2 separate regions of the Dromaius novaehollandiae genome follow, and region 2 is linked to region 1. The links are chromatin contacts, called in public Hi-C maps. All regions are on one chromosome and are shown on one strand. Each heading gives the region's core, a stretch centred on a gene start, on an enhancer-like site or on the middle of the called end of the contact. The rest is flanking DNA. Distances are from core to core; before and after follow the strand shown.

What was found. A called contact is a pair of places that touch in the nucleus more often than the background predicts.
Region 2: a Hi-C map of brain shows a contact between it and region 1, with 5 times the contacts expected there. The contact joins the enhancer-like site here to the promoter of CEP83 in region 1. A contact is called at or near these places in 2 of 4 Hi-C or Micro-C datasets (brain and liver).

What each region holds. Positions count from the first base shown.
Region 1 is chr1:46,955,257-46,960,219 of bDroNov1.hap1, forward strand. CEP83 (centrosomal protein 83) reads right to left here and starts at 2,136. Exons shown (of 18, transcript XM_064510270.1): 1 at 1,877-2,136; 2 at 335-403.
Region 2 is chr1:47,236,168-47,241,613 of bDroNov1.hap1, forward strand. It overlaps FGD6 (FYVE, RhoGEF and PH domain containing 6), which reads right to left. Exons shown (of 21, transcript XM_026123172.2): 15 at 1,191-1,293; 16 at 523-669. Among named protein-coding and RNA genes, the nearest start is that of NR2C1, 22 kb to the left of the region's middle. Within about 2 kb of position 2,269, at least 2 of the 2 cell types and tissues checked have open chromatin away from gene starts, as enhancers often do.

The DNA.
Region 1 (4,963 bases), core at 886-3,385:
CAGTGAGCCAAGTTAGCTCATGGAAAAATCCAACAAGCTACAGAACAGTGAAAGCAGGGAATGGAAACTGGTTAGGGGAAAGAAACAAAGAGACAAATAAACAGCCAGAAGGAAGAGCAAGTGTGTCTTCTTTCAGGAGCAGGGAGCTGTTACATCATGAGCTCAGATGCTCATGAAACCACAGCCTTGAATACCTAACTTTTAGACAAAGTGAAACGAATCCCACGTTAAATGACTATGCAACACACTCACAAGAGATCAGACTAGCCAAGAAGAGCAAGTGAATCAAAACAAAAACAAAATTATATCTCATTTGAGAAATACAGTAGCTTACCTACCATTACTTTAACACTCCTCACTCTTTACTCCATCATCAGCAACTTGCAATAGCCAAAGTAATCACCTTTTAAAAAATAGAAATAAAACAAATATTAGGGAAAAAAAATCAAAGAGAAACATGAAATCCTTTATTATAGGAACTTCTATAATTTGGATACTACTCAGCTATCACAGCAGAAAATCCAGTGAAAGCAAACAGTGCTTTTGCATGTGTAAATGCTGAAATTTTGGAGAACATCTGTATGATTTATATGTTATAGAGCACATCAATCTCACTTCAACTATTTTCACTTCTTCCACAGAACTGTTCAAAGTACAAATTTCAACAACAATTAGGCATGCACTATTTCACAGTGTATGACACACAGTATCAGCCTCTCTGTTTCTATCATATATTGGAGATCGGACTTTTTTGTTACACAAAGGACAAAAACAAGGTTATATCTTAACATAAGACGCAAATTTTTGCTTTAGTACACAGCTAAAGCAAACCAATAGCAGTTGCAGCATTGCCAGATATACTACTGTTCAAACTAAAATTTTGCATGGTAGCTACATTTGATAACTCTCCTGGCTGTATTTGAGAACAGTTAGTCAGACATCATATGCCAGTTATCTTTTTCACTATATCATGACATGAGTCCTTCAAATGCACACGACAAACTTTTGCTTACTAGAGTGTCATTCAAAGTTTTATTCAGGTATACAGATGTGATAAACTGCTGCTTGTCATGAATACTCTATGCTGCACAACCAACATTCTTCTTCCATTTCTACTGACAAAGCATTTCACATTCATATTGACTTAAAGACAGAGAGATTCAGATAAGACAGATATCGCCTCTTAGTATATGCATTCCACAGCGGTCCTGCAGGCAGAAGCATGATTGTATGCACCCTACAGCATGTGCACAGGCTTTATTTTGGATAACGAGCATGTGAGGCAGAGCAGGCTTGTGTCAGTCACTATGACACTTATGCTGTTGACTTCCGTATGACTTACGGATACAGAAGCCTTGTACTACACTAATATGTACTTTATACTAATATCGGTACTACACTAATACAGGGGTCAAATTGACATCCTGAAGTGCAGAAAAATAATCAGCATCCTCAAACTGCACGTGGATGAAGCCCACTGGTGGAAAAGATAACACGAGAACATGCACGTAGAGCAGGCTCTTTCTGTCCCTGAACTTTGCCGCTTGTGCTGGGCAGTCCCCAAACTCAGGGGGTCACCAGCCCACTACCAGCTCCCCGAGGCCGCAGCAGGCTGTTACCACCGGACGGAAACACAAGAGAAAGACGGCCGCGCTGTGGGACCGGCTGCCGACCGCTCCTCGCGGGTTTACAGGTGTCCGCTTGGCAACGGCGGGCCTAAGGGAGGAGCGAGCAGGGCCGCGGCCGGAGCGGGTGCCGAGGGGCCGGCCAGCTCGCACGCCACGAGGTGAAACCCCAGGCAGGAAGGCCCACGGGCCGCCCGTCTGCCCGCCCTCCCCGCAGCGGCGCCCGGCCACCCCGCCCCACGCCCGCTCACCCGGTAGCGGCCGCCAACGGTCTGAGGAATTTAAAAATGGCGCCTCACCTTCCGCTCGCGCCACCGCCCGCCGCAGGCCCGCGGAGCATCCTGGGAGCACAGGGGTGCGGCGCCACCGCCCCGGGGAAGGCGGAGCAGAGCGCGGCGCGGGGGTGGGGAGTGGCCGCGGCCGCGTTGCCGGGGAAACGGGCGCGCGCGACCTGCGCGCCATAGCCCCACCCCCCGCGGAGGGGCCGCGTGCGGCAGCCGCTCGCTGGGCGGGGCCGCCGGGCGCGCGTGCGTAGAGCGGCGCCTCGCGGCAATGGCCGCGCGGCGCCAGGGAGCACCTCCCACCGCCGCGGGCGGTTAACGGCCGTTAGGGGCCGTTGCGGCGGGTGGTGGTGTGCTGCGCTTTGGCCCTTCTGGCCCTCTCTCGGCCCCTCGGTGAGGAGCGCCGCTGAGGCGGGCCCGGTTGCCCCTCCGTCCCCGCACGGCTGGTGTCTCATCGCCTCCACGGGTTCGTCTTTGCCTTCTCAGGCAATGGTTTTGCGGTTACGGCAAATCCCCGCTTACACGTGCGGTATTATGGTACGAATTAATGCTTGTCCCCAGGCTTCTTTAAAGGAAGGATACTATGGCAGGTGAAAAAGTAGAAGATACATAAATCGAGGGTTCCTGGGTTTTTTTTTTTTCTCCTAATGTATGTCTCTGGTTATTAATTGCACTGAAGGTAGCATGGGGAGGGGGAAAGCTTTCGTCCCCTTTTGTTGGTTAATTTGCAACTTGAGGATGAATGAATGCATTGAAAAAAGCAGTTGCATTGATCCTGTCTGTTTATATGGCACTCCCCAGTAGGAGAATACCAGAACGCTGCTGAATGTAGTGTGTTGTAAATGCATCTTGCATGTCACTGCATAGCAAATTTAAGCTTCTGTACCGAGTTTCACAAAGTCCTTTACCAGTCGTTGCAGTTCTGCTTCTGGAGGAGAGAGGAAAATAACAACATGCAATGCTGTTAGAGGTTTAAGCACGTTTGTACAATTCACAGTAATTTCTGAAAATGTGTGGATCCAAGGCCTTTAACAAAAAAGAAAAAAGTGTGTGCATTGTATTTGGTATTCAATAATGCTAAGTAATTGTAGTCAAGTTGTTAATACCAAGAAGAGTATCTTATCTAGCTACATAAAAATACATTAATGGTATTGCTGATAATTATCATTATTTTCTAATTGACACCAACTAGTAAGAGCAGTTAAATGTAAACAAGATCTTCTAGTAAGATGTTCATCAATTTCTCTCTGAAATGTCTTTGACTAAGACCAGTATTGATGCCCGCTTAATAAGATTAACAATCCTTTAACAAGGATTAAAATTAGCTTCAACTAGTATTTTAGAATGTGTGTATTACTGATGAACCCCCTAAGGAAAAAGAGAAAAAAGCCAAATGTTACATATTGCCAGTTGTTTTATACAGATCTGGACAAAGAATTACCATTACAGTTAGTTCCCCTAGAGGAGGTTGTAAGCTTAGCTAAGAAGGTAGCTAAAACATGTTTGTTGCTTTTATAGCTACAGTGATATGACTAGTATTTCACTTACGCTAGTGAAGTACTTACTTCACTCGTAAATTGAGTATGTACAGATTGATGATGCTGTAGTGTTTTACGTGTATGTTGTGTAGATTTTAATGATAACAGCATTCAGTCTATACAAATGTGTTATCCTGAAATAAATAGCATTAAAACAAGATAAAAATTCACCTTACAAAATGAACTAGTGTTTATTTTTAAACAGATTTTTGATGCAAAACAGATTTAAATGCAAATCACAGTAGTTAAACAAGACTTTACAGTGCAATTTTTAAAGAAAATTATTACGAGGTTGCATGTCTATCGTTTTTGTTTTTCATATCAACTATGCTAATTCTTAAACTAACTTTTTCACTATCAGCTCCACAAACACTACCTGTTAAGTAAAGTCAAACAGAAATCTTCCTTTCTTGCACAGCTTCGTTAACGGGAATGGTAGGATGGCCCAGGTTCTTTCTTTGGTATTTATTGTCTGTGCCTGCCTACATTAGGATTATACAGCTATAAGCTATAGCAGACAATTAATTTGCATGATAAACATGAAGTCAGGAATCTAGGTCACTCAGTATGACCTCTGCATGGGTCATAGAGGAGGTAAAACTTTTAAACTCTAGAATTATTTAAGTCATTAAAGTCAAAAGACAGGATCGGGTGTCTATTGCCAGCTCATTTGTTTTATGTAGGCATTTCCATGGTGGAACCATGTTCTAAGAGGAGGACTCAAGATGGTGGAAATCATGTTACTTCATTTTTGCCTCCATACTTTTCGCCTTGGTCAAAAAGGGAACTTGTTTTCTTCTGAGGCTCACTGAGTTAGGCTATTTCAGTTAATCACCTACTAGCTAGCATTTTTGTGGCATGGGTAAAAATGGTGCTCTTGCCCATCACAGTGACTTTCTCTCCCCATGTCTCACAGCAGTGCAAGAGGCAACACTGAGAGGCTTCTACCTCTAATTGCTTTAAAACTAAGGCTGCTGTAGTGACTCAGATTGGGCTCGACCTGTGAATCTTGTAGAACACAACAAGGGAAAGGAAACAAAAAGCAATAGCCAAGATGGAGTCCAAGGGCCCAAGGAGGAGATGGCTAAGGGAAGGAGGCGTAACAAGCAGATGCATGTGATTTATGAACACGACAGAAGGAAAAGAGGGTTAAACGAGGTAAGGCCAGATAGCAAGAAGTGGGAAAAAGCTAGAAAATGAGAATTATAAATAGTACAAGACAAATGGAAAAAAATTGAAAGAAAATAAATATGAAAGGAAACCGACTTGCTGGGGAGAGGAAAAATATATTGAGATTTGCTTGTTTTTTCTTTAAGTCAGCCAATCTAACTGCTAATTAGGAAGTACCTAAAGGAAGCAGGAATAATAAGTTGAATATTATAATATGTTGAATTCAGCCAGTGACAAATTCCTCTTTCTATGATATCTCTCAAAACCCACGTTTTTCTTGAGAATAGAAGTCCATGCAGCTGCATATGGTAATAGCTTATTCTACAAAAATGTAAAGTCTCTTTAAAAT
Region 2 (5,446 bases), core at 1,019-3,518, 280 kb after region 1:
TGTGTTACTGAAAACTATTCAATTCAGAAGCTTTTTACAAAATAACTAAAAGTAGTTGTTGTTCTCTTGACAATTTCTCTGCAACACAGATGTCTTGATTACAGTGAATTCTGTACTCTGAGCAAAATAAAGGTTTATTAGATAATCGTGTATTTCACAGTAGTTAAATATTAAATAAGTTTGGTCCTAACATAAAAACTGAATCATTTATGAAAATTAGTGGAGGAAGGTATTTTGAACAATTCAGCTAACATCCTTGGTTTGTATTATACAGTTGCAGGAGTAGGAAACAACCATAAATAGTATTCCGAAACACAAAACATGGAACAGGTTAAAAGTTGAACACTGGTCTGTCATACACTTTTTACTCTAAATAATAACTGTGTTGTTTTTAACCCATATTATTGTGTCATACTACAGTGTCCCCTTAAAACAGATATAGTGCAACCAGGCTCCGCTTGTATTTGTCACACCAAAAAAACCTGAAAAACTAACAGAGAAGATGATTACAAAATGGCCTACCTTTCCACATGCCCTGCAATGATGCCTTCTCCATGTCAATGTGAATTCTCTAGTACAGATCATACACATAGTGGCTCTAGTATCAGGAATCCAGATAGGAGCCTTTGAGCCTAGTGGACTATCTTCCTCCTGTTTCTCTGGATCTGCCTGAGAAGACATAGGTGGAATACCATTAAATTCAGTAATGAAAAATACATTAATATTTATCAGTGATTACAGGTTAACTCTAACAATGCTGAAAAGCCTTCTCTAATATATAGTTATCATCTTAAATAAAGGTTATCTACTATTTCACCAGTGGCCATTATAACACAAGCCTAAAGACAAAGCTGCATTTAATTGGTTCATAAAGGCTCTGTGACTGCCAAGCTTTACCAGCATATCTCTATCAATAGCCACTACATATTAAAATCTCCTCATTTCATCTTTCTCTTCTCAAGATTGCTGAGAGGATTGAGAAGGCTGGTTTGGGTTTTTTGGAAGTAAAAAGTTTAAATTTCTGAAATCAATAATTCTGTGAAATACCACTTTGTTCTATCATCATCTAGTCTCATAATTTACTATTCTGTTTTATTATTCATCATAAAGTATCTTTTGATTCTCTAAACACCTCCCAAGAATCTTTACATTTAAAAGGGAAACAAAATAACAATAATGGTATGGTATACCTCTTCAAGACTTCTACTAGGATTAAATGTGATTCTCTTTTTTGTATATTCTTCAATTGACCTGGAGATGGCATCTAACCACTCATCTCTTTCCATTGCAGAACTGTTCGAGTTTAAAAAAAAAAATCAATTTATCATTAACATTTAAAAAAAAATCAATTTATCATTAACATTTAAAACTAAGAAGCAAGTGTTGAATTCCATTATCTTTATTACATGTTGACTTAACTCTCCTGCAATTTAAATTTTACAGATTGTCTCCTGTTCCTACTCGAGCTGATTTTGCTGATTGCTTTTTCTCAACCATCTGCATGATGTCAGTGCTTGTGCTGACAAATAGTAAAAAAGAATTGTGTCTGTTGTTTTAATGCAGATTCCCTCCCTCCTTTCCTCCTTCCAAAATACCCTGTGATTGTTTCAAGGCTTGTATGTAATTATTTCCTCCTTCTGGGTAGACCCTTGAATAGCTTGAGTAACACTGCCACTGGTGTAAACGATGCTCCCAGAACAAAGTCATGGGCCCTCTCCCGTAAGAGGGGCTCTGAAGCTTCCCTAAGCCTTTTTCTCCCCGCTTCCGTGTGTCTCAGGGTGCAGTTTGTTGTACTTGATCCTGTGAAACTCTCCTGTGAAACTCCAGGCTTCTGTCAAAAAGAATGGGCTGCCTCTTCCCCAGCCCAGTGCTCCTGACTGCTCCCTCCTACCGAGTCTAGTAATTATGCAGCTTCAGAATAAATTGTTTTTTGCCGTTTTTCCATTGGATCAGCTAACCCAAAGAGAAGAGCGGTCCTCCAGCAGATCAACTTACTGCATCTCTTTACCCAGCAGCTAATGGATCACTAAGTCTGATGCAAGGAAAGCATTAGGATCAAGTGGTGTGACACAGGAAGCAAGGAGAACAAGGACTGCTTGGTACAGCAGGAGCCTGTAGCTATACTGTATTAAGTACAACGTCAAAGTACTTCCCGAGGCCATGGGCAGACTCTCACTTTTATACAATATAAATCCATGCTGCTGCTGCTGCTGCTGCATAGACAGCCTGCAATACCTCCCTTTCAGCCGCTAGGTCTTCTCACCTGCCAGAACAGACACTTACATGGCCACACAGTGGGCTGTACGCGCAGTGACCTGGCCTGGGAAACAAATGCAGATTAAAACTAACCCAGCAAGCAATCAGCCAGGCAATCCTCTGTATCAGTTTCCTGACTGGGTTCATCATGCAGGTGAACAATTACTTGTGCCAGCACAAAGGAGAGGGTGGCTCTGAGGAAGGCCGGACCAGCTTGTGGCAGGGGAAGAGGTGGACTGCTTGTTTACGATGCAATACCAGCTTAAAAAGGGGTTCTAAAATTTCAGAACAGTATTTTTTTTTCCTATGTAAATAGCATCAAATAGATTATTTTTTAAAAGAAAAAAAAAACATGACAACTGTATAAAGCGGGAAGTTAGGAAAAAGGAAGGCAACAATTTACACAAATGAGGGACACAACACTTAAAGTACACAACAACAGTTATTTTTGATGGCTATTGTTTTATGCTAGATGAATTTGGAAGCTCTGATCATCTTTGAGCCTTTAAGAAAAACATTTTGAGCAGGAATTTTGAACTGAATGAAATTGGATACTACATAGAATCAGAGAGGACAAATCTGGTAAGGTAAACAAAGGGGAAGACTGGGAGGCAAAAGGAGAAACAAAGATCTAATGCACACAGGGTGAGAGTCAGAACAAAAGAAGAGGAAACAAGATACAAGCAAGGGCAAAGCAGCGTATTATTGTCTGTCCCAGTATCTCACTCTCTGAGTGGAACATTTTGTTCAGTTTATTTACCTTTGCTTCTTTATCTGGTAAGAACAATCTGCATTAGCTACATAACATTCATAGCTCCAGTCAATTCCTTTGGCTTTTTCAAAATCCAATTACATTTAATTAGGCTCCTAAAACTATTTTAAATATTTAAAAAGTTGCTGCAATCCTGGAGATTCAGCATCCCCAGATCGTGCTGATTACAGTGGGTTGCTCACACAATGAGCTGCATGGCTATGGCCCCAATATTTTACTGCAGAGCTCACAGTTAGCAGTTCTGCTAATGTTAGCCATTAGCCTTATTACCAATCCCACAGAAGTTCAGAGCAGAGGCTGTTCCATTGGCAACTGAACTGATATAATGGCTTGCCGCAGCAAAAAAGGCAGTGCTGTTTCTGCTGTCTTGCCCAGCCCTCCCCACACAGCCCTGCCACAGGCCCAGTGTTTGTTGCATCCTTCCAAAAGCTGTTTTAGTTTATTAAAATTATAGGGGTATTTTTTTTTGAGAGAGAGAGATTTTAGCTAACAGTGCAGCAGAAAACTTAAGTGGGCTGAACAGAATTGCAGCAATTGCTGCTCCTGGTGAACGTGTGTGCTGGGCGCAGGGGGCACAGCTGTTCACTGGCGCTGAGCAGTCAGCTGGGCTCCTCTGGGTGCACAGAGCTGCACTCAGGGTTGCCAGGACCAGAGCCTCAGGGCTCCTCTCACAGCTGAGCTACTCTTCATGAGCTGTCCTCATGTCACGGGAAGCAGTGCAGCTATGCCTGCCTGGGGTAGCTGTTAATTACCATTATTGGGAGAGACGGGGCCAGCTGGCCTCAGATCACACCAGGCAAGCATGACTATTGCTTGCAGGACCTGAGCTTTACTTGTGCATGGCGCTGGATCATGTAGATGCACGAGTCCGTCTCTCTGCTTAGGAGATCTCTAATACAATACTGCACGGTGCCACGGAAAACACATTACATATTCCTACAGGTATCTCAACAAAACTGAAGCCTAAGCCCAGACTAGATAAAGCAGAATACTAACACAGTCATTAGAAATAAACCTGAAATGAGAAAGATTCTGCCTAGGTATTAATCTATACTTCTATTATTACCTAAGCTACATTTTACTGCTTTTAATTTTTTGCCAGCTTGATTTCTCCTCTCCCCCAAACACTGTCCCCAGAATAATTTCCGAATCTCTTCTTTGGTGTGCATTCAATACAATACTTATTGCTGCTAATTTGAAAAAACAAACAAACAGAATAGAAATGAAGTTTGTCTCTGATGTCTGTGAGATTAATTTGAACAGTTTTGTAATTGCAATTTTTGCCAAATAGGAGCCAAGAAGCCATTAGCATGTGATATCATCAAAAGGAAGATGTATTTACAAGATAGTCTCTCCATGTCCATGCCAATAGAAACTGCATCATTCACTGAGAAAAAAATACATGCAAATATCTATTTCCAGGAGTTTCTTACTTGTTTTCCCCTCTCATACCACATCAAACCCAGGCCTTGCTTACAGATGGATAACAATCCGAAAATCCTCCACTGCACCTGGGACCCCCAGCACCTCCTTCATCCCAAGCATATGCAATCCCTCTGTTACTGTTTGGTAATTTAGGGCTTGTGCACACATATAACCTCTGGTAAATATAAAAGGTGCAGGATCAACAATACTAAAAAAGAAAGAGCAGGTCAGAGAAGCTTTAGTTGGTAATATGAGGGTCATCTTCCAGTTCTTAAGTTTCCAGTAACGCTAAGCTCAACACAAAAGCATGTCACAAACAGCAGGCAATGTGGTGGGAATGTTACGGGTTTTCCCTGATAGACTGGCACATATTTCACAGAAGTTGCCTTTAATCTACCATTTAATCAACTCTTCAAAAGGAGAACTATCACGTTTTGTAGAATATAAGCAGGTTGCATTTGAGATGATAATCTTTTCACAGGTTCCAATGAATCTTTTTACATTACTTATTTTTTAAATGACTGAAGTAAAAATAAAGGGTTTTAAATCATGGAGAAATGAATTTGGGTTGCCTACTGCAATCCCATAAATGCCTTTATGTATCTGTGCAATACCCAATCACTCACCAAGGCACCTAAGCACCATGGACCTGGTCATACGATAGTGGTGCAGAATCACATCTTAAACTGTGAAATGCATCTTTTTCCCAAAGTGCGGAAGAGCTATAAGAATCATTTATATAAATATCTGTTAAAAAATACATGCAATACTCCTTTCCAATCTGTTGTTATAAATAACTACTGCTCAGACACAATTGTGTGACTTCCTTTGGCCACTTTGACAAGGTTAACCTTGGTCTCCCCCTCAGCTACAGATATAGCTATCTCTATGCAGACATCCTAATGTCAGTATTTACAAGGTCACACAAAAAGCAGCAGTCTGCCCTTGCTAGGCTTTGTTAAATGAAAGAGAAAGCATGTCTTTGTTCACTGA